Regions from separate parts of the Rattus norvegicus genome. Here region 2 is linked to region 1. A link is a contact called in public Hi-C data. All regions are on one chromosome and are shown on one strand. Each heading gives the region's core, a stretch centred on a gene start, on an enhancer-like site or on the middle of the called end of the contact. The rest is flanking DNA. Distances are from core to core; before and after follow the strand shown.

Evidence for each region. A called contact is a pair of places that touch in the nucleus more often than the background predicts.
Region 2: a contact with region 1 is called in a Hi-C map of liver, with 2.4 times the contacts expected there. The contact joins the enhancer-like site here to the promoter of Arid1b in region 1. A contact is called at or near these places in 4 of 12 Hi-C or Micro-C datasets (the A7r5 cell line, frontal cortex, liver and 1 more).

Annotation. Positions count from the first base shown.
Region 1 is chr1:47,971,829-47,976,168 of GRCr8, reverse strand. Arid1b (AT-rich interaction domain 1B) reads right to left here and starts at 2,172. Exons shown (of 20, transcript NM_001419802.1): 1 at 384-2,172. The coding sequence starts at 2,153.
Region 2 is chr1:48,064,662-48,069,052 of GRCr8, reverse strand. The region is part of intron 2 of Arid1b (AT-rich interaction domain 1B); the gene reads right to left. Among named protein-coding and RNA genes, the nearest start is that of Arid1b, 93 kb to the right of the region's middle. Within about 2 kb of position 2,157, at least 6 of the 93 cell types and tissues checked have an H3K27ac peak or open chromatin away from gene starts, as enhancers often do. A contact at or near this core is called in liver, where this site is marked.

The DNA of each region.
Region 1 (4,340 bases), core at 923-3,422:
CCCCCGCCCCTGCCTCGCAAGGGGAATGGGAAACCGACCGGGGCCCGGAGAAAGTTCCTCTCTCCCCGCGCCCACTCGGGGCACACCGTGGGCGCCGGCGGAGCCAGGCCCGGCCCTGGGGCCCGCTACCCCGAGAGCCCTCCCCGGGCGGGCGCGGCCTGGGGCACCGAGGTCCCGTCCCGGGCCTGGCGCGGGCACGCAGCACGCCGAGAGGGCGCGGGGCAGCCCGGCTACCCGGCCCCGCCAGCTCCGGCACCGGCCCGGCGGCGCCGCGCCCCCGCCACCCCCGCCAACCGCCGGGAAAAGTACCCGGCGAAGAAAGAAAGTCGGGCTCGCGGCGCGAGGCCCGGGCGGAAGCAGGCCCGGCCGGGCGCGGGGGTTACCTGGGATCTGCCCATGGTCGGTCCAGGGGTGCCGGGGCTCATCGCCGGGTGATTCCTTTGTTGCGCGGCCGCCCAGGCCGGGCTGGCAGCGGCGTACTGGGCGCCTAGGTCCTTGCCCAAGCCCATGCCCGCGGCCGCCTGCTGGCCACCCGCCGCCGCCCCCGCCGCCGCCGCCGCCTGGGACTGGGGCTGCGACGGCGGCGGCGGCGCGCTGGAGCTGCTGTAGTCGGGGTAGCTACCGCCGTAGCTCCGCATCATGGGGCTGGGCGAGGTGAGCAGCTGGTTGAGGGTCGGCGTGGCCCCCGACGGGTGCTGGTTCTGGCCGGCGAAGCGCTGGAAGCCCCCCGCCGCCGCCGCCGCACCGGCGGCCGCCTTGCTGAGGCTCGCGGCCCCGCCGCCCCCGGGGCCCATCATCATGCCGCCGCCCTGCTGCCGCGGGGAGCTCAGCACCCCGTACCCCGAGGACGAGCCCCCATAGCCGCCGCCACCGCCTCCTCCTGCTGCTGCTGCTGCCGCCGCCGCGGCCGCCGCCGCCACAGCTCCGGCTCCTGCTGCCGCTGCCGCTGCCGCTGCTCCTCCTGCTCCTCCTGCTCCTCCTCCTCCTCCACCTCCTCCGCTGCCTCCTCCTCCTCCTCCTCCGCCGCCGCCGCCGCCCGCGCCGGGCCGGCTGTAGCCCGGATAATGGTTGTACTGGCTGTTGGGGTACCCTTCGTGGGAGTTCTGCAGGGGGTCCATGCTGCTGGGGGCCCCGGCGGCGGCAGAGGCGGAGTGCATCATCCCCATCCCGGGGCTTTGTTGTCCGCCATGTTGATCAAAGCAAGGCCCAGCGCGGCCGCCGGGGCCGCCGCTAGCAGAGGCAGCGCTGCCATAGTAATTATTAAACTCCGAGACGGCCGCCGGGCCGCCGCCGCCGCCCCCGGGCACGGCGACCGGCGCGGGCTGTTGCTGCGCGCCCAGGCCTGGGTGCTCATAGCGGCTGCCCGCCGGCTCCCCCATCTTGGGCGGCGCGTCGTCCTCGTCGCCCGGCTTGCTCAGCAGAGGCTGGCCCTGCGGGTCAGCCTGACTGCCCGCGGCACTGTCCTTGGCGCCTCCATGTTGCGGCTGCTCCATGTCCGGGCCGGGCTGAGGCGCGCCGCCGCCCGCACCGCCCAGGCTGTTGTTGGCAGTGGGATGCTGCTGCTGCTGCGGCGGCGGCGGCGGCGGCTGCTGCTGTGGCTGCGGCGGCTGCTGGAACTGGTTTAGCTGCTGCTGTAGTGCGTGGTGGTGGTGGTGGAGGTGGTGGGCATGGTGGTGATGGTGGTGGTGGGCATGGTGGTGGTGGTGCTGCTGATGGGGCGGTGCAGCGGGGGCCTCGCCAACGGCTTTCAGTTTGTGGTTGGGGAGCAGCCCGGTCTCCATGGCCGAGCCGGGGCCCGCCGAGGAGGAAGAGGCCGCGACGGCGGCGGAGGAGGACAGCGCGGCGGCGCTTCCACCCTCCTTGAGAGCCGCCTCGGAGCCGCCGCTCTGCGCGCTGTTGGAGCTGGCGGCCGCCGCGGCGCTCGCGCTATGGGCCATGTTCAGGTCGTGACGGGGGTGCAGGGGGTGGTGGTGCACATTATTCAGGCCGCCGTCGCCGCCCCCCAGTATGGGGCCCGGAGCCGCCGCCGCCACCGCGCCGCGCGCGCCCGTCTCCAGGTCCCGGGCCCCGGGCGCCGGCCGCGGCCCCGAGGGCGCCCGCCTCTCGCAGCTGCCCGCCCGTGCCCGCGCCGCCGCTGCTGACCGCGCGGCCATGATCGCCGCGGCGTGGCGCGGCCGGGTGGGGTGGGGGGAGACAATGTCCCCACTCGCAGCCGGCCGCCCCTCCTGCGCGCATCCACGCGGCCCGCGGGGAAGCGCGGCGCCCTCCCCCCCCGCAGCCCCGGGCCGCCCGCCGGGGGCGCGCCTTTGCGCTCGGGGGCTCGCGCCCGCTACCGCCTGGACCGGCGGAAAGTTTTTTAGTTCCGCTTGCAATGAAACTTTTCTCTCTCCCTCTCTCACACACTCTCTCTCTCTCGCTCGCTCTTTTTTTCCCCTCTCTAGCCCGGATATGGGGGGGAAATGCACGACTTGCCTGAGCCTAATCGGGCCCAGCGCGGCGTGAGGGAGCCGAGCGAGCCGGAGCAACTATTATCCGCTTCTCTCCGAGGGCTGCTGCGCACTTGCAAAACGCGGACTGGACTCGGCCCCCGGCGCCGCCGCCGAGCGCACGCTCGCCCGCCAGCTCGCCCCGCTCGCTCCGCACTGCCTCGCCCGGCCTGGCGCGGGGGACCCGGCCTGGGGGAGCGGAAGGGGGGGACCGGCTGCCGGCGCTCGGGGCCTGAAGCTGTTCAGTCCCCTCGTGCCTCCGGTCTCCCTGCCAACCCGCGGCCCTGTGTTTGTTTTCACGTCTAAAGGGAGCGCTACGAAGGTGGAAAACGAGTCTGACGAGCAGACAAAAGAGAGAGAAGGGGCTGGGAAGCAAAGTTGTCTATTGGGCCTCAGAGGTGGTGAGGAGCCGATGGAGAAGGGAAACATTTAGGCAGGCCGGGCAAAAGCACTCAGTCTCTCTCAGGAGTTATGTAATTTTTCACAACCTTGGCCTCTGCGCCTGGATTTCAGGCCATCGGCGTAATTCCCACAACTTCATCCAACTGAGAAATTAGGAAAGACTTAAGTGAAGGTTAAGCCGCAAAGACTGCTGTGCCATGTACACAGCAGGCGCTCAATAATTGCTTATGATTCACCACCCTAATCCCCAAGGTGATGTTTATATAACTCTTTTTAAAGGCACCGTAAGTAGGTATGAAAACTCCTAGCATTCCCCACGGAGTATTTTTCTTATAATGCGTTTGGGTGTCCTCTCCAGTGTTAGCTCCAGACAGCATTCAGGAGACGTTTAACTATTAGTGCAAAAACAGCGACGGCTAAGGTTTATCTTGGGTCTTCATAAATCTACACGACGCCTTTCATCATATTTCAGAGGTTAATGTGTGCAATTAACCCTCTTGATATGAGTTCATTTCTAAGTAATGGGAAACAAAACCAAATAGATGTATTTAATAAACATAAAATCAATAATAATGCAAACAGCCTAATCCCAAAGCAGAAATATGCAGTAGTTGCCCATTTTAAAAAAGGTGCCCATAGTTTTAGCAGGATAGTGTTTTACACGATATTATCATGGAGTAACCAACCTCTTGACTGCCAAACTTCTTAACCTAAGCAACGGCTCCGTTGTGCTAGGGTGGCCCGATTTGTGTTGAGAGAAAGCATTTGAAACCAAAGGTTCCAGAGGCCAGGCTGAAGGAATATGCTAGATTCAGGTGCACTGTACTTTTCCAAAATCATTCTTTAGTCGCTCATAAAAAACTATTTTAGTTTATGTCAATTGCTGTGGTTGTTTGCTGGGCCAAGTGTAAATATTTTACATGGCTAAGTAGAAAATTCTAGATGTTAGTAATGACTAAATGGGGGTGGGGTGGGGGAGAGAATCGGGTATATACCCAAGGGTCACTGTAAAGTATAGAAACTGTCCATGACCCTATAGAAACAGCTGGAAAGCAGGGTTTTCATCCATATGTGTCAGAGTTACAGCCATAAGGCAAGTCTATGCCAAGTCATTCTTCATTTTTTTTGCCAGGAGAACACTACTTCTTCTTACCGTGCCTTTTTGACATTTTCCCCCTAGATCTTCTCTTCTATATTTGAATGTGTACTAATTATAGGGTTACACCACACTTTGGATTTTCAAAGTTTTTTCGTACACAAATAGAAATATATGCCTGTTTTGTGTATATGTCTATCGACATAATCTAAAATCAATTACATATTTATGCTTTTAGACATTTTCAGCCAAACTAAATATAAACATATAATCATAAAAGTGCATTTTTTTCAAACAAGTAGAATATATCAAAGTCAATTCAGACAAGCCATATGTTGTGACTTATTTTCACAACC
Region 2 (4,391 bases), core at 908-3,407, 93 kb before region 1:
CTTTTTATATGCGTGGAAGAGTTCTAAAATCAGGTCCCCATTCTTCAACAGACACTCACATAGACATCTTCCCACCCCTGAAAATAAAAAAAAAATTTTCAATTGAAAAAAATCTATACACACTAGTACTCAGGATGTTGGAAGCAGGAGGACTGCACAGTTCTAGGCCAGCCTGCATGTCATAGTCAAAGCCTGAGGGGAGGGGTATGTGGCATACTGCTTAATATCAGTAGAAAGAAAGGGCTATGGCTTGTTTTGCTCTTCCAGATGGAGCCCCCAAGAGTAGCCCATTATTGTCTGTCTGCACGGATGCATGTGTACAAACCACCTGACAAGCTGCTGGGGAATCCGAGAGAAATCCTCTTCCAATCTGCATCAAGCCAGCCCTGCGCTTCCTTCAGAACCCTCTCCTAATCCTCCTGTTACCTACCCTGCATTAAAAATACAAGAAAATGGTCTTCAGTTTAATCATTTCCTTTACTCTACATTAGCATATGATTACTAAAAGTATAAAACTTCTGAAACAAAAGGCCACCGATATCTCCTTATGCAAAACTTATAGCAAGTGTTAAATAATTGCCCACATTTCTTACTGCACACAGATCATGATGTTTAGCCCTGAACTGCTGCAGCATTAGGCTGGGATGCAGCTCTGGGACTCAGCGGCAAAGCTTGACAGGCACGGGCAAAGCCAGGTTCTGAGCTCAGCACTGAAGCAGTACAGGACCCCGCACCGACCTTGTAGGAAGCTGAGGGGGACACTCTCACACAACACTCCAGAGTTTTCTTTCTCTTTCCATTCCTACATCTCATTTTCTACCTTCTTTCTTACACTTTCTTCTCACAATGCCTCCTTCCATTCTCTCTCCCACACCCACACCCACACCCACCCACACACACCCACCCACACACACCCACCCACACACACACACACACACACACACACACTTAGAAAGCATGTCTTTCTTCACTCTCACTTTCCTCCTTTCTTCCTCTCTTTTTCCTCTGGGTGGCGTCAGCCTGCTCTCTTCCCACCTGACCCCATCTGACAGCTCACACACACCCTTGGGGGCCTCGGGGCTCCCAGAGGACAGCAGTCCCCACAGGAGCAGACTTCTGAAACTGAGGCTGGCAGAGCCTCCTCTGATTACAGTTTGCCATCTGCTGCTGCAGAGAGGGCTTGAGATTTGGGCTGTTGAATTTTTGTTTTGCTTCTCTCTCAGACATGAAAGAACTGACTTCGTTTTCCTGTGAAGGAGCAAGTGTGGAGCACAGGAACACAGAACGTGTGCATATGCACACACAGGTGTGCACACACACAGAACATGCACACACACGGAACATGCACACACAAACCCTCTGCAATATATTCACATGCAGGGAGCATAGAGATATAGCTCAACTCGCAGTGAGAGCTGGCGTCATACTTACAAAAACAATAGGGCATGAACCCTCTTCTCCCGAAACAGAAAACCATGCAATGCTCTCAAAAATAAAATGGTTAAGTCTGCAGAGTGTTTAATGTGATATGAAAAAGAATCCACTAGAACATCTCTTATAATACTTGTTTTGAGACAGTTCATTCCCAAAACACATTTTCCATTGCTATAATCGTTTAAAGTGCTCATCTTTCTGGCTTTTACAGTAATCTGCAAGTGTGAAACAAATATACAATGCACAGTGGGGACGTGCAAGGGCTTAATCTACTGTACTTTCATTTGCCAAAACCAAGAGTTGCGGGGCAGAGACGCAAAAGTGCTTATCAATTCCACTGGTCTAATGAACAAATACAGTTTCTATAATTTTCATTGCGGTGTTCCACGGCTGAGTGAGTGTCAGGCCAATGCCAAAGTACAGGTTCCATTTGAATGACATATGGCTGCCGTCAACCAGAGACATGTTACAACATTAAACAACACAAGTAGTCAGAACAAGAATACAAAATATCAAATTAACCTTCTCTCACTCACACTGTGCATCAAAGTCCTTTCAGAAGCAATTCTACGTAGTGGGTTTGTTGTGGCACCTTCCCAACTTTGGTATTCCACACCCCACCCAGTGGGACATGGTGGAGGGCACAGGTACACAGGCCAGCAGTGTGGACACAGTGACAGGCACAGGGCACAGGCCAGCACTATGGACACAGTGACAGGTAAAGGGCAAAGGCCAGCACAGCTACGAAAGCCTCCTAGGGCTCAGCTGACATCAGGGGCTGAAGTGAGCCCCAGCCCTACCTGCCTTTGTTAGAATATGTCACCTCCTTGATCAGCAGCCTCCATACCTCCCCAGGATAGAATGACGTGTTATCCACCTCACTGAGTAACAGCTGCCAAGATAACAGACTCTAAGTGGTCAACTATGCAAATAACCACATGACACTAGGATTTAGCTCACCAGAGAATGACCTCAAGCACACCTGCCTACCTGCCTGCTCATGCTTTTGGTAGTACAAGCCATGAACCTGCTTTGGTATTTGGCTAACTCTCTACCCTTCTCTGCTCTTTAGAGAAGGGACACCAAGACAATGATTCCACACACTACTGCCAGGAGACCCAGATAAGAGGGCACACACACTCTGACTTACCTGTGACACAAAGAAACACAAGCACTCGGAATATTCCTGGGCGTGTACATGACAATACCCACTGTCAGATGTACCCTTACACTCAGAAACGAGAAGAGACAAGGAAAGGTTAGGGCGCAGTGGACGCAGCTGTGCAGCTCTGAACAGGTTCCACCATCCCCTTGCTCTGCCCTACTTGCTGTTCTAGTCCTTCAGCCTTCCTGGCAATTCTGCTACCAAGGAATCCAGCAATACTCGCCTTGCTTCTTGTGCTAGACAGTTCTTGCTGTGTGAAACTAGGAACCGTGGGTAATAAAAGTGGCTCCCAAAATAGGAGACAGATAAGCAGAGTGCTGGAGAACTTCAAAACACACAACAGCAAGTCCCTAAGATCCAGGGACAGCCAGCTGCCAGCAGCACAGCAAATGTGGAGGCTAGACCTGCGGCAGAGGGAACACGAGGGTGAGAGAAGCAGTTCACAGGAACTGGACAACTATCCGAAGTCAAAGAGGCCCAGAGAGCGCATGGATGCACACACACATGCAGCTTTCCAAGTCAGGGGACTCTAGGGCACCCCTTCCTTTAAACTAGCCTTCATCAGGGCCTCTTGTGGCAGACGTTGAGAAAGAGCAGACATTCAGGATGAACACATTACATACCAACAGGTAATTTTACTGTTGGGAGGTAAGAGTTGGAATGAAGCTGGGCAAACACAGGGGGAGGAAGCAGAGAAGCGATGATCCAGCCACAGTAAAAACCCACAGTGACCTCATGCTTGGTACTGGAAACCTAGTCAAGTAACCGAGGTAGTGGCGTCATGCACCTTGGGGGACTCTCTGCGACTACCACCTTACTACACTAGCGTAGGCCCTAACTCTTCTATGTCCCGCAGCCCACAGACGGCGGTGGTTCTCATACCCACCTCATCAAGGAAACGTCTCTTCGCACAAAGATATTACAAAGAAACACAACCAATCAAAATAGGTCGTGGGGCCCTGTCCCAACCAATCAGCTACAGAACATTCCCACACCTATGGCTCAGGGAACACTGCAGAAAGGAGGGTGAAAAGACTGAGGCAGAGGATCAACAAGTTTGCTGTGAGCCCATGTAACCTAGGAATGTCTGTCAGGAGTGGTATCATAAAGTTTCACCAAATGATTGTCTGACATTGTCAGCAATAGACACACCAGAGTACACATGTTTTCGGCCCTGAAAACATACACGTAACACTGCGTGGACTGAGCAGGTCTACAAGGAAGGGTTTGGGAGATTGAAAGGGAAGAGAGAAATGATGTAATCACGTGATCATCCAAAAGGGAAAGGGAAACAACACACCTGGTGTCAATTTCAGCTGCAGTCTTAGTCCTCAGGCAAAGGGCAGAAGGAGATAACTACAACCAAAGGCTGGACCATTAGAGAAGCCAGGCCATTGGGCTAGCAAGTGGGCTTGACTGACAGGTTGTCGATCACTGAAGAGCCACCTGGGGCATTTACATCGTCTTCCGCGTCTTGTGACTGTCATGGGAAAGGTGAACAGTCACCAGTTCTCAGCACCTGGGATTCATGGCAACTTTGAAAACACAATGGCTATAAAAATGCATCTGATAAATTCCACACCGAGCAGGAATCCTAGGGTTTGAAGTATGTGTAGCCTCCTGAAGTTCACGCGTGCACACTCACGGGCTAGTTCAGGACAACTGACAAGGCCATCATCTGAGCAGCCGGAATGGCTGTCCTGCCAGGGTGGCCATGGTCTCCACTACAGCAGAAGTCAAAACTACAGGAAACAAAGTGTCTGTCACACCCTCGTGGATATGGGTAGTGGAG